Linked DNA regions of Mus musculus: region 2 is linked to region 1. The links are chromatin contacts, called in public HiChIP or PLAC-seq maps. All regions are on one chromosome and are shown on one strand. The core of a region is the stretch at or near the end of the contact, and the rest is flanking DNA. Distances in the headings are between cores, read along the strand shown.

What was found. HiChIP or PLAC-seq counts read pairs in DNA pulled down with a chosen protein or histone mark.
Region 2: a FOXA1 HiChIP or PLAC-seq map of pancreatic cancer cells shows a contact between it and region 1. The contact joins two enhancer-like sites. A contact is called at or near these places in 20 of 39 promoter capture datasets (the 3T3-L1 cell line, 3T3-L1-derived adipocytes, the C10 cell line and 11 more), 1 of 15 datasets of contacts at CTCF or cohesin (the NIH/3T3 cell line), 1 of 484 Hi-C or Micro-C datasets (bone marrow-derived macrophages), 14 of 115 datasets of contacts at active chromatin or transcription factors (bone marrow-derived macrophages, craniofacial prominence, embryonic basal ganglia and 11 more) and 1 of 9 other capture datasets (liver).

Annotation. Positions count from the first base shown.
Region 1 is chr7:100,980,868-100,988,033 of GRCm38.p6, reverse strand. No RefSeq gene overlaps it. Among named protein-coding and RNA genes, the nearest start is that of P2ry6, 20 kb to the right of the region's middle. Within about 2 kb of position 3,038, at least 81 of the 459 cell types and tissues checked have an H3K27ac peak or open chromatin away from gene starts, as enhancers often do. A contact at or near this core is called in pancreatic cancer cells, where this site is marked.
Region 2 is chr7:101,325,298-101,332,463 of GRCm38.p6, reverse strand. All of the region lies in intron 2 of Stard10 (START domain containing 10), which reads right to left. Gm20476 (a long non-coding RNA gene) reads left to right here and starts at 6,589. Exons shown (of 2, transcript XR_003946846.1): 1 at 6,589-6,796; 2 at 7,121-7,166. Within about 2 kb of position 3,418, at least 87 of the 459 cell types and tissues checked have an H3K27ac peak or open chromatin away from gene starts, as enhancers often do. A contact at or near this core is called in pancreatic cancer cells, where this site is marked.

The DNA of each region.
Region 1 (7,166 bases), core at 1,789-4,288:
TGCCTCTGCCATAGTGTCAGCTTCCTCCCTCCCCAGCCAGGGCTGGAGATCATTCTGTTCTGGGCACTCATTTGCCTGTGGGAAAGCCCTATTCAGTGCTCAGTCACAGCCAAAGAAGGGTGCAGCCCAGACCAATATCCAGGTGGAACACTTTTTCCTTGTCTCATTTTAGCAAAGCACCAGAGACCCCTGCCCTGCTGTCTTGTCTTCTCAGGGTGGCTCCCAAAGCTGTACTCTGTTCCCTGGGAAGTGTGGCAATAGAGTTGTCTTAGCAGCCAGTGGTGTTGACCTTTAAAGGACGGAAGCTAGTCCTATCGTTTGGATGCCCAAGCACAGAAGTAGGGAAAGTGCATCTAACTGATGCAGAAGTGGAGCTGAAGCGCTGGTCCGTGGGATGGAACAAAATGCACAAAGGTGATGGATGGGCAGGCCTAGGCTAGATTTCCAGGCCCTCCTGCTCTCTGCCGCCCCAGGCCTGCTCATTGCTCATCCCCAGGCCTCTGCTGACCCACAGACAGACAGATGGAAACCCCTTGTTGACCCACAGACAGATGGAAACTCCTTGCTGACCCACAGACAGATGGAAACTCCTTGCTGACCCACAGACAGATGGAAACTCCTTGCTGACCCACAGACAGATGGAAACCCCTCAAGTCACATCATATAGCATTGAATCTGAGCCCCAGCTCTTACTCCATGCCATTTCTTTGCATCTGTGACATTTATATACCTCATTAATCACGTGACCTTAGGCATCTGTTTCCTCATTATATAAAAAGGCAAAATTGTACTCAGTCAATACTTCATCCTCAACATCTGCCTTGTCCTGCTGGAATAAGAAGTTTCCAGAGAGAACTGCCTCTCTCTGTGTCCAGAACATTGCCTGGCTTGTAGGTGCCACACAACTATTTTCTGAATGAATGAATGAATGAATGAATGCAGTTTGCAATGAGGAATGAATGAGATACACTGGATGCATTGGCTATTTCCTGTTGTGACATAATGCCTTACAACAGCAATGTAAGGGGAGCGGATACACTGAGGTCCACAGTTTAAGAGGGGTCACATCTATCATATCTGCAGCCACACAGCACAGAGATGAATGCTGGCACACAGCTCCCTTTCTCCTTGTCATCCAGTGTGAGACCCCAGTCCGTGAGACAGTGACACTCACCTTCAAGATGGATCTTCCCACCTCGGTGACTCCTCTCTGGAAATGCCCTCAAGGACAAGTCCAGAGGTATGTCTCCTGAGTGATTCAGTGCCAGCCATCACACTGGGTAAACTCCTGCAGGTTAATTAGCACCAGACGGTACTCGTGAGACATTAATGCCCTCTTCACAAAGTAAATTTAAAAATAGGAGCTGTGGTAGCACAGACCTGTGGTCCCAGCACTGGGGAGGCACAGGCAGGAAGGTCAGAAGTTGAAGGTTATCCTCAGCTACAGAGCATGTGAGACTAGCCTGAGCTATATGGAGCCTGTGTAAAGAAAGGAAAGGAAGGAAACAAAAGGGAAGGTGACTAGCTCAGCCAGCAAAGGCCCTGGCTGCTGAGCATGACAGAGTCCGATCCCCCACATCCACATGGGAGATGAAAACAAACAGTTGAAAGCCCGCTCTCAGGAGCCCAGGACTCTGTGCACTCCTGGGAGTTCTTTCTCACCTTTTTCTTAAATATAAGTTCCCTCTGATAATAATGATAGCAACAACAACAATAACAACAACCATAATAGTAACAATAATACTATGTGTCATACCTAGTAGCACATGACTTTAATTCCAGCACTCAGGAAGCAGAGGCAGATAGGTTTCTGAGTTCAAGGCAAACTTGATCTACATAGCAAGTTCCAAGTCAGCCAGGGCTATATAGAGAGATTCTGTCTGAGTGAGTAAATAAATAAATAAATAAATAAATAAATAAAAGACAGATAGATTAAGAAAAGGAAAAAGGAAACCTACTATGTATCAGGTGCTTTCAATATACATTGTAAATAAATTGCTAGTGAATAAAAACGGTCACAGATGCTGCCTCTGCCTCTAAAAGGCAGGGGAGCAACAATCAATAATATTAATTGTAAATTATATGGTGTACTAAGAGGGATGACTGTTGTGGGAGGAGAATCCAGAGTGGGAAGGACTGGAAGCGGGGTGGGGGTGGTAGCGATGTTGCTCTTTTCATTTCTTTTCTGAAAAGGTCTGGTACATCCCTGACTGATCCCAAATTTGCCATGTAACCAAGGATAACACTAATATTTGGATGTTCTGCCTCTACCTCCTTAGTTCTGGACTTTACACATGCGCCTCCCATGCCTAGTTTTATGCAGTGCTGGGAACTGGACCAAGGGCTCCGTGCATCTGGACAAACCACTCTACCTACTGAGCATGTCCTCAGCCTAGAATCTGTTTGTTTTTGTTCAGTTGGGACAGGGTCTCTCCTAGACTTGCTTTCCTATAGCTAAGGATGACCTTGAACTTGTGATTCTCCTACACACACACACACACGCACACGTACACACACACACACACACACACACACACACACACACACACACCACCTCTCTGGAAGCGACTACAGACCTGCACCATAGGCAAAGGCCCAGCTTGAACCCAAGATCTTGATGAAGTCTGGTGAGGCCTTACAGCTTATCCACCGCAAGGGGTTGGAAGTTGGGAGGGCGTGAGGAGGAGCCCAAACAGTGAGAAGGCCTCTGGGTTTAAGAGAGGACGCGAAACACAGGGAGGGGAAGGACTCTTGTTATTTCCACTCACAAGCCAGTCCCAGGGCAGCTGGGAGTTGATTTGATCAATGACTTTTTCCTCTTTCCCTGAACTCCCTTATGATGGCCTTTTAATTGGGTCCATTTGTTCCAAGACCATGGGCTGAGCTGAGCAGACGCCAGATTATTTGCCCGTTATTAAGTAGACTAGGAAATGGGCCTCCGTCTTGGCCAGAGAAGTGAGAGCAGCTGAGCGGTGTCCCTGAGGAGGGCAGAGCGCTCTGCACTCAGCACCCTGCCATCCAGGCACTGGTTTTCCAACCCCACCCCCACCCCGCTAGCTTTTGTCTGCAGGCCCCTCCCCTCTACCCTGCCCTCCTGCGAGGGCGGGGTGGGGGTGGGGGGTTGCAGTTAACTGTTGATCACAGTTTTATGATGTTGAAAGTACTGTTCCCAGCCACATCTTACAGAGTCCGGTGACTACATTCTCTTTCTTGTAGAACTTTTTATTTTTTCTAGAGTTAATAATTTCCTAAGGGAGACATAGTCTAAAGACAAAGGGAAGGATAAATAAATCATAACTAATGCTTGTAACTAGATGGCTCAGTGGTTAAGAATGCCTGCTACACAAGCCCAAGGACCTGCCCTTGAGAAACATGCATCTGTAACCCCGGCTCGGTGGGACATGGAGCCAGTGGGATCACTGGCTTGCTGGTGCCAGCCTAGATGCAGTGAGAGACACAGTATTAAGGAAATAAGGCCAAGTAGAATAGATGGAAAGTGATGGTCTCCTGTGGCCTCCTTGTGAAATAGCACATGCACACGCGCGCGCGCGCACACACACACACACACACACACACACACACACACGAAAATAAAAACATCTTTAGGGGCTGGGGACTCAGCTTAGTGAAAGAGTGCCTAGCAAGCATGTGGGCTGCAGTCAGTCTTCAGCGCTGAAATAAATTAAGTTAAAAAAATTTTAAAGGTAAGACCCACAGTGGACTGAGACAGACATAACCAGCTGCTCATAATTCTCTTCCCCTATGAACATAAAATTATATAGATTGCTTTCTCAAAAAACCAATACACGTGCATATATATACATGTATATGTATATGTATATGTATATGTATATGTATATGTATATATTTAAATCTCATGTAATAATTTTTTAAAGATTTGTTTATTTATTATATGTAAGTACACTGTAGCTGTCTTCAGACACTCCAGAAGAGGGCGTCAGATCCTGTTACAGATGGTTGTGAGCCACCATGTGGTTGCTGGGATTTGAACTCCGGACCTTTGGAAGAGCAGCCGGGTGCTCTTATCCACTGAGCCATCTCACCAGCCCCTCATGTAATAATTTTAATGCACTGTATATACTATGTAATGCTTAAATCAAGTGAGGCATATCCTTTCTCCTCCTTCTTCTGTTTGTTTTGTTTTGTTTTGTTTTGTTTTGTTTTGTTTTGTTTTGTTTGAGACAGGGTTTCTCTGTGTAGCCCTGGCTGTCTTTAGAACTCACTCTGTAGACCAGGCTGGCCTTAAACTCTGAGATCTGCCTACTTCTGCCTCCAGAGTGCTGGGATTAAAGTCATGCACTGCCACCACCCAGACCATATCTTTCTTCCTTTTGCCATTTTCACACAGAAAGGGCATTGGATCCTGATTGGGAGTGACAGGCAGTGTGAACCACCAGACACAGAGGATGGGAACCAAACTTGGGCCCTCTGCAAGAGAAACAAGCATTCTCAACAGCTGAGCCATCTCTCCAGACGCTCGCCTAGCTTCTTATAATGGTAGGATATGATAATGTACAGAGAAACTCATGATTACACCCAAAAACAGAGGCCTTAGAGCCTCTGTTACCACAGCATTTGGGAGGCTGAGACTGGAGGATTAGAAGTTCAAGGTTAGCTTGGGCTACAATGTGAATTTGAAACCTACTTGGGGTATATAACAAGACCCTGTCTTAAAATGAAATGTTTAAATAAAAACAAACAAAACCACACAGTACAGTTTTTGATTTGCTAGCATACAAGCACATTTTTCTGCAAAGGGAATTAGAAGGAAGAGGCCTAATATTTCTCCTATTAGAAGTACATTAGAGCAAAAAGTGATGAGAAAAGTCTAGGTTTCTGCTTCTTTGTCTATTTTTCATTGTGAGATGGGGCATCGTGTATCCCAGCTGGCCTATGTAGCAAAAGAGGATGCTGAACCTGTGGTCTTTCTTCCCCGACTTCCCAGGGACTGGAACTGCAGATAGACATCATGAAGCCTGTGGTCTCAGGGCTTGACCCAGAAATTCGTGCAAGGTAGGCAAATGCTCTACTAACTGAGTTATAGCCCCAGATCTTTGGGGTTTTGCTTGTTTGCTTAATGAAGCATAGTTGGAATTTATTATAAGGCATTTTAACAGATTTCATTAATTGTTGAGGGCAGGGTGTGTAAAGCTGCCAGAGGATAGCTATGAATGAAGATCTCTCTCTCTCTCTCTCTCTCTCTCTCTCTCACACACACACACACACACACACACACCTTTATATGAGGGGAGCTTCAGGTTTCCAGGAGCACAGGGCAGACACCTTTACCCCTGAGCCATCTGCCAACCCTTAGCACAGATTTTAAGCATGACGGTTAAGAGAAGATAAACTTTGTTTGTTTTATTTGCTTGTTTTGTTTTGTTTTTCAAGACAGGGTTTCTCTGTGTAGCCCTGGCTGTCCTGGAACTCGCTCTGTAGACCAGGCTGGCCTAGAACTCAGAGATCTGCCTGCTTCTCTGTCTCTGCCTCCCAAGTGCTGGGATTAAAGGTGTTCTCCACCACCACCACCACCACCACCACCACCACCACCACCACCACCACCACCACCAAACTTAGATAAAACTTTCAGGAAGAAAGTAAGAGCACTGGTGTGGGCAGGCTCAAAAGAAGAGTCATTTGATTTTTTCCTGAGATAGGATCTTACTGTATAGCCCACACGAGACTGGAACTCACTATGTAGCCCTGGCTGGCCTCACACACAAGGCAATTCTTCTGCTGTGGCCTCTTGAGTATATTTAATACTAATAATACATAAAATAATAATTATTATTAGACATAGAATATAACACATGCACACAATACATACACACATAACATACACATGTGTATATATTATATATAAATATATAACAGTATATATTTTCATATAATATATTACTATTTTATATATAATACAGTATATATAAAACATAATATTGTATATATAAATTATACAGAGAAATAGGAAATTGTTATATATAAAACAACATTATTATAAAACAGTAAGCTGTTTATTTAAATTATTTTATTTATTGTCTAATAGATAATAGTATTATAGTAACACAATATAATATATTGATAATAAAAGCTGTTGTTTTATTATTATTATTCACGGTGTCTTATGTTTCCCAGGCTGGCCCTAAGCTACTGATTCTCCTGTGTCTGCCTCCTCAGTGTTGAGGTTACAAGCATGAACCACCACATCCAACAATAATTTATTTTGTGTTTTTATTTCATAAAGGTGTGTATGTGCATTTGGTGTGTATATGCATTTCATGTGTGTATGCTGTGTGTGTGTGTGTTGTATATGTGAGTGTGTTGTGTATGCGTGTATCTGTGAGTATATGTGTGGTGTGTATGTGTGGCGTGTGAGTATATATTGCATGTATATGGTATGCATGTGTGTATATCTATGTGTGTTGCATATGTGTTGTATATGTGTGTGCTGTGTATGTGTGTGGGGTATGTGTATATGTGTGTTGTATATGTGTGTGTGTATGTGTGGTGTGTGTGTATGTACGAGTGTGTGTATGGTGTCTTAGTTTACTTTCTATTGCTGTGATAAAGACTAAGCCCAACAGCAACCCATAGAGAAAAGGGTTCATCGCTCCCTACAGCCCACTGTCCATCATGAGGGGAAGGCAGGGCAGGACCTGGAGACAGAAACTGAAGCAGACACCAAAGAGGAGTGCTGCTCACTGGCTTGTTCCTCATGGCTTGCAAATCTGGCTGTTTTATAGTACTTTTATATAGCACCACCCCTAGGTTGGTGGCCCTGCTCATAATGGTCTGGATCCTTCCACATCATAATAATGCACCACACATTTGCCTACAGGTCAATCTTATGAAGGCATTTTCTCAGATGAGATGTTCTCTTCCCTAATATGTCTCTAGTGTGTGTCACGTTCACACAAAACTAGCTAGCACATATGGTGTGGTATATAGATACACACCTCTCTCTCTGTCTACACACACACACACACACACACACACACACACACACACACACACACACACACACACACACACACTGTGGTGATCTGAATGAGAAATGTCCTCTATAGCTCAGGCATTTGAGAACTTGGTACCCAGTTAATGGCATTGTCTGGAAGGTTATAGGGAGATGATGATTTGCTTGAGAAAAC
Region 2 (7,166 bases), core at 2,169-4,668, 340 kb before region 1:
ACCCTTAGAAAAGAGCTGGAAGGGGTGTGGGATGGCCCCTTTGGGAAACCAGGGTCTGGTTTGGTCTGGTCTGGTTTGGTTTGGTCTGGTCTGGTTTTTTATTAAAAATAAGCAAACAAGCAAACAAAAAATTGAGACAGTCTCATGTAGACCAGGCTGGCCTTGGACTTGCTACATAGCCAAAGATCATCTCAAATTTCTGCCCTCCCACCCCCAGTCTGCACCTCCCCAGTACAGAGATCATAGGATTACACCACTACACCCAGTTTATAAAGTTCTGAGAACCAAACAGAAGGCTTCATGTGTGTGCCTGCCAGGCAAGCACTCTACCAAGTACCAAATAAGCTATATACCACCCCTCATTCTCTCGCACTGACACCCTATCCCACAAGGCTTCTGCTGTTTATCCAGGCTGGCCTCAAACTCTTGAGTTTACGTGATCCTCCTGCCTCAGCATACCTAGTTCTTGAACCTTTGGGCATGTGCCAGGTTTTAACTTTTGAATTCTTACTCTTGCTATAATATTTATGAATTTTTTTTAAATCCACTGTTTCATCTTGCACATCTGTAATCCCAGTGCATAGGAAACTAATGCAGGAGAATAAATTAGTTTGATGTCAGCCTGGCTATAGTAAGACCTGTGAAGAAACACATTTTGGTGTCCTCCTAATTAGAAGTTCTGTCCAGGTCAGGTGGTGGTGGCGCACACCTTTATTCCCAGCACAGGAGGCAGAGGCAGGTGGATTTCTAAATTTGAGGCTAGCCTGGTCTGCAGAGCAAATTCCAGCACAGCCTGGGCAACACAGAGAAACCCTGTCTCAAGATAGGGGTGGGGGTGGGGGAGGCAAGAGGAAGAGGAGGAGAAGAAGAAGAAAGAGGAGGAGGAGGAGAAGAAAAAAAGGAGGAGGAGGAAGAGAAGAAAAAGGAGGAGAAAGAGAAAGAGGAGGAGGAGGAAGAGGAAAAGGAGGAGGAGGAGGAAGAGGAAAAGGAGGAGGAGGAGGAAGAGGAAAAGGAGGAGGAGGACTTGTTGAAGTTGAAGGTGTTCTATCCAGAGCCTCTAAGACCATGTCCCTGGACCTGAGAGTCCAGGCTCACCCAGGCTGAGGCCTGACACTGTGGGCTGACACAAGTTATTGGAAATGCTCAGCAGTATCTGGCTTGTATGCCACTGATCACCAAAGAGACTGTGCTAGAAGTAAGAACCAGAGGGGTCTTAGGCTACTCACTCCTGGGCCAGGGCAGGAAGCAGGCAATGATGACCCTGCAGGGTCAAGGCAGAGACAGAAGGAAGAGGACCTACAGGCAAAGGAAAACATAGCAAAGCCAAATCTTAAAGGAAAGCCAGATGGGCAGGTGGCATCCAGGCGGAAGGGGGAAAAGGCCCTTGGCAGAGACTGGTACAAGCCGGGAACCAGAACCTGCTGGCTTTGGGAAGAAGGCACATGCAGCCGCATGTGGTAACCTGAGTCACCCTGAGTGAACAAGGATAAGGCAGGAAACGGAGCTGTCCCTTGGGTACTCAACCTGCTCATTCATTCATCCATTCAGCAACTGTTAATGGAGTGCCTGCCATACCAGGCTCTGTGCTAGTGGCTGGACAGCTTTGCCCACTCTCTGGGAAGTCAGTATCCCTTAGTGAATGGCGGTTTGAAAAAAGGGTATGGAGGAACCTGCCTAGAGCCAGTGTAACCCAAAGTCTACCCCGAAGCCTGATCCCTAAGTCCGTGAGAGAACCAGGGAATGCCAGGTGGGCTGGCACTTAGCCAGATGAGGGCTGTCCATGCTAGAGGCTGGAGCTTATAGGGCATGTGAGGAATGAAGAGGGGCTCTCGGGGCCACCTTTGCTTGGGGTGAGCCTACTGGAGGGCTCACACATCTGTAAAGAACACACATCTGTCGGCCTAATAAAAAGTCTCTGTCCCTGTCTTCCACCTCAGTAGTCTCACTGGAAAATGGCCATCGGTCCTCACAGCCTTCTCCTCTGAAGGGAAGGGGTCTGTCTGGCAGCAACTTACTGCGACCCAACTTTTCTCAGGCATCCCCAAGACTGGTGGAGGAGAGATGTCCTGCTGTGTCTTCTGTATACAGAGCTTCCTGTGGAGTCCCACCCAGGCCCTTCTCTGCTGCTCTCCATCCAGGGCTGGGTGACTCATCCGGGCTCTGCCTGGTGCCCTCCCTCCCACTGGTCTCCTGCAGCTTCCATGGACACCCCCACCCCCACCCCCAGCTTCAGCAGCAGGCTCAGCTCTGAGCAGAGATGAAGAAGGCAAGGCTGCAGAGGCTGACCTCATGTTCAATCCTTCTGCCTTTCCGCTCTTACCATGAGGGCAGGGGGAGACAGAGGAGGGAGGGGGAGCTGGAAACGAGAGGTATAATGGGGAGGTAGAAGAAAATGAGATAGAGCAGGGGACTGGTGATGTGAGACACAACTGGACACTGAGACGGATAACAACAAACACTCCCCTGGTGTCAGGGACCACCGTGGATTAGGAGCCCTAAAGATCTAGCAAGCACTGGACTTCTACCTCAGTCCCCAAGCCACTGGGTTCCCCATGTCCAACACAAACTCGTTAGCTGTCCCAAGTACCTGCTTCCCTCCAGTGCCTGGAACCCAGGCTTGGCTCTAAACCAATTCCTTCCTCTCCTTTCTCCCTAGCCCTGGTGAACTACAGCCTTCCTTCTGGGCAAGCCCTCTCTGCCCCATCCCTGCTTGGCCTCTGTATCCATATCCCCCTCTCAAGTCTCCAGGTTCCCAGTCAATCGGTCCCCTGACGGGGGAGGTTTCTAAGCCCTGGAACTGACAACAGAACTGCCAAGCTCAGAAGCCTCTCCCTTTCCAAGCTTCAGTATAAAATCCAACTGTCAGGCCTAGTGTGTGCATCTGCTGCATCCAGGTGCTCACAGACCTCCAGCATCTGGCTAGGCCTAGGCACCGCTCCCTGTGGAAGTCCTGTCTCACACCCTGCTCCCATCTTCAGGCTGTCTGTGGTCACTAGTCTCAGCACAAGTCTCTGTCCCAGCACTCCTGTGAAGGTTTTCCCCGTCTCTCCACCAGGTCTGGAGTCTCTGGAGGAGAAGGCCTAGGTCTCATCTGTCTCCATATCCACAACACAATAGCTGGCAGTCAGTAGACAGCAGAAGAGGAGGCTCGCTAAATGAATACACAACCCAGACAAGGGGGAAAGAGAGTGGGGCGGGGGAGAAGAGGACCAAGCAGAGCATCAGGGACACAAGCAGTTACCAGGCAGGGAGAAGAGAAGGTTGGAAAAGGGATATCCCGAGACCCAGAGAGAAGCCAGAGGCAGACAGAGGCTTTCAGAAGCAGCAGGAAAGAGAAGCCATGGCAGAGGCAGAGCTGCACTAGGGGGCAGGAGCTGCCAGGAGACAGCTGAGCAGACATAATTGGATCAGAGACAACGCTGCTCCTGCAGTGAGGGGGTGTGACTCACACACACAGTAATGCCAGACACAGAAACACAGAGACTCACACTTGGCACACACATGCATTCAGTGTGGAATGACCCAAACATCTCAGATGCCTGCTTGGGGTTGGGGAGCCTTGCACCTGCTTGTGAGGGGCTCTCAGTCCGCCCATCCAAAGGCTGTATCACACACAGCCACCCACAGTACAGTTCCATACACAGAAACCCACACGCACAATCCTCCACCCCCATCAAATTACCCTGTGCTTAGAACAGAGCCACCCTCTGGTATCTTCTTCAGCTGTTTGCTTCTGTTTTGCTTGGCTCCCTGACAGGATATGAACCTCATAACAACAGGGTCTGATAAGTGTGATTTGGTGCCAAATTCCCGCAGAACACTATCCTTGGCATATAAGTATGCACTCTTTAAATGTATGGACTCCGTGATTAAATGTATGTATTGAATGCACACATGCTAGAGACACACCGGGGATGCAGATCCTCTCTAGCTACGAGGCCTCTCTCTACAGCAAGTCTTATCACCTCTCACCCATTCCTAGTCCCGGGACATCTAGAAAGGTCCAAAGACAGAGAGCGGGGACCAGGGAATGATGAAGGGACCTTTGGGAGCCAGCACTGATAAGCATTGTGACAGAAACCTAATAAGATTAAATGGCCCAGGTGTTAGCCCTACTTCCCACCTGTGCAGATACTGTATACCTGCCCAAGGACAGAAAGATTCTAGAGATGTGGCATATGCCTGCCTTCTGGGAGCCCAGGCTGGAAGACAGGAAAGCAGTGGTACGCCAGAGAGGGCCAGTGAGATGGCGTCTGCTACCAAGACTAAGAGCCTGTGTTCAACATCTGGGATGTGCATGGCAAAAGGAGAGAACCAACTCTCTCAAGTTGCCCTCTGACCTCCACACTCCTGCCATGGCATATGCATATGCATGCATATGTGCACATACACATAAAACATACATACATACATACATACATACATACATACACACACACAGCTTCAGAAAACAGTGCCAGCTGCCCTGAGCCACTGGCCACAAGCTCCATTTAATGGCAAGTGACAAGAGTGTGTATTTGGCACGGGACTCTCCAATCCCATGTCTTTGAGTCTCTATAGGGACCTATCGCATCTACAACAACACAAGCATGCTACAAGGGGACAAAGAGTGCTGAGAGGGCTGGGAACACTGCCAACCTGACCCCTACTCTGAGCTTTGTCCCTCCTGTGGCCAGAGGATGATCATCTGCCCAGGTAAGGGGTCTGGGCTGTGACTGTATTCTATCCCTATCTACGCTTGTTGGTGACCTGGCACCCAGGCCTTTGGGAACACTCTAGAGAGGTCCAGTGTAGGTCTCAGACCTGTACAGAGAGCCAAGTCTCCAGGGTCATGGTACCCAGGCCTCTGGCTCCAGGTGGTCCAGCCAGGCACAGAGGCACAAGGGAAGAAAGAGGACCCAGCTGTCTCCAGGACTGCTCTTTTCTCTCATCTCCTGAAACTTTAAACACTCTCGGCTGGAAACTGAGCTGAGGCTCGTTAAAGTTTAAAAGCTGGAGCCTGGGGAAGTGGGTGTGGAGGGCACTAAGTCAGCCTAGGAACTGTAGACTCCCCTACCCCCGACAGGGACATAACCTGGACTCTCCCACTCACTGCCACAGCAAGGGCCACAAGGGGCCGTGCATCCCACCATCTTCTACCTCAGCACGATCACAGTTTGCACTTCATTTTCCTATCCCTCCTCATCCCTCTGGGTGGATCCCAAGCTGCACTGGCCTCAGCCTCTACTCTGGCACAGACTCAGTACCACTGCCCAGGCAGGTGCAGCCTCTCCCAACAGCAAAACCCTGGCACCATAAGACCCCTAGTTCCAGAAAGCCAAAGGCCTGGCCTAGCTCACTAATCCCTTTCTACCCCTTTTCTCAACCAGGGCAACTCCTCCAATGCCCTGTCCTGTCTCCTCCATCTTAACCTCCTCTTTGTACCTTTCCAGAGCACTCTGAATGCTGACAAACTCCTACTCTCCCCTCAATCCCAAAGCCACCACCTAGGCATTGAACTCCAGGACTGGCTGGCTCAGTGGCCACTCTGGGTTCAACTGGGAACCCTTCAATTCCTGGCTGTCCCCTACTTCCAGCCCGGGTCCAGATAGAGAGGCTATCCAGTGATGTTCACTGAATGAGTAACTGAAGTGCCAGAACACAGGCAAACCGATACTTCTGTCCACGTCAAACAGAGGAGGAAGTAGAAGCAGCCCAGAGCCACACAGCTAACATTTTGAACTTTGTGTTCTCTCTCTTCAACTCAAACAGGCACCTCAAGCCAGAAAGGTTTCCTCAACACCCCCAGCCACTGCTGACTGTCCCCCCCCCCTTTTAGTGCATCTTCCCTATAGTACACACTATTAACGCCCTGGGAACCTCTCTAGAACTCTCTTCCCCAGGACATCTCTGGAGGCCTCTTCTTCTAGGACTCCTATGTCAGTCAGGTCAAGGGAGACTCCTCGGAGCTATCCCTGAATTCAGAGTGCTCACCTAGGGGCCTTTCTTGCTGGCATAGACCACCAAGCCTTAGTTGACCAGCCTTACCTATGCCCTGCAGTACACTCACATCACCATCCTGGCCTAAGGTTTAGGATCACCTCTACAAACCACCTGCCCTGCAACTTCCCGTAGAGATGGACTCACTGACCCTCGAGAAGCAAAGGCCAAACCAGGAGCTGAACTCCCCCAGCTCCTAAAACCATATCACCTCTCAGCCTTGCCCTCACAGACAAGAAAACAGACCCAGAGAGGCGAAGTGACCCTGCAGATCACACAGTGAGGACTGGACTTTTACCCATTTGGGTTCCCTCCAAGGTATCCTCTCACAATGACACAGCACAGAGACCCAAAGGCAGGTGAATCTCCATGGGCTTCTGGAGACAGAAAGGCTCACAGGGCTGAAAGAACTAGGTGGAGCGGCAGAGAAAAGACGGGGTTTTTGTTTGTTTGTTTGTTTTTGGTTTTTTGAGGCAGGGTTTCTCTGTATAGCCCTGGCTGTCCTGGAACTCACTTTGTATACCAGGCTGGCCTCGAACTCAGAAATCTGCCTGCCTCCACCTCCCCAGTGCTGGGATTAAAGGCGTGCGCCACCATGCCCAGGGAGAAAACAGTTTTTATTGGGGCAGGGGGAGGCAAAGCCTTCAGTTCTCCTCCAGCTTCAGCCACTTCTGTTTGGTCTTGTACAGATGGACCCCTGCTCTGAGCCTCCATTTTCCACATCTACTCCATTGGACCAAAGAGTCCTACCTCACAGGATGATGGCCCTATATACCCTTGTCTTTCCCAGGATGGCTTTGAGTCCCAGACTCTAAAGGTAAGGAAGGTCCCCAGAGATCCCTGCATGAGCCATATGTCACAGGAGAATGTGGTGTTCATGAGATGGGTATTAAGACCAGGACACTAGATTGAGAAGACTGTACGCCAAGTGCCTGTGGCATGGGACAGACAGACAGTGAGTCCAGGCCAGGAGAGGATATCTAGAGCTTTCGCCAAAGGAGAGGGAAAGCCCACAGGACCAGGAATCAGGAGACAAGTCCCTATTAACCAGTTTCCTGTGGCAAGAGGCTCTCAGGAACTCTCACTGATGTTCTAACTCCAAGCCCTCAGCGATACTGACACCAGTCTGCTCTTGTCATAGGTGCTGGTTCCTTCTTGGGTCACTCCTGCTGCTTACAAACCTATGC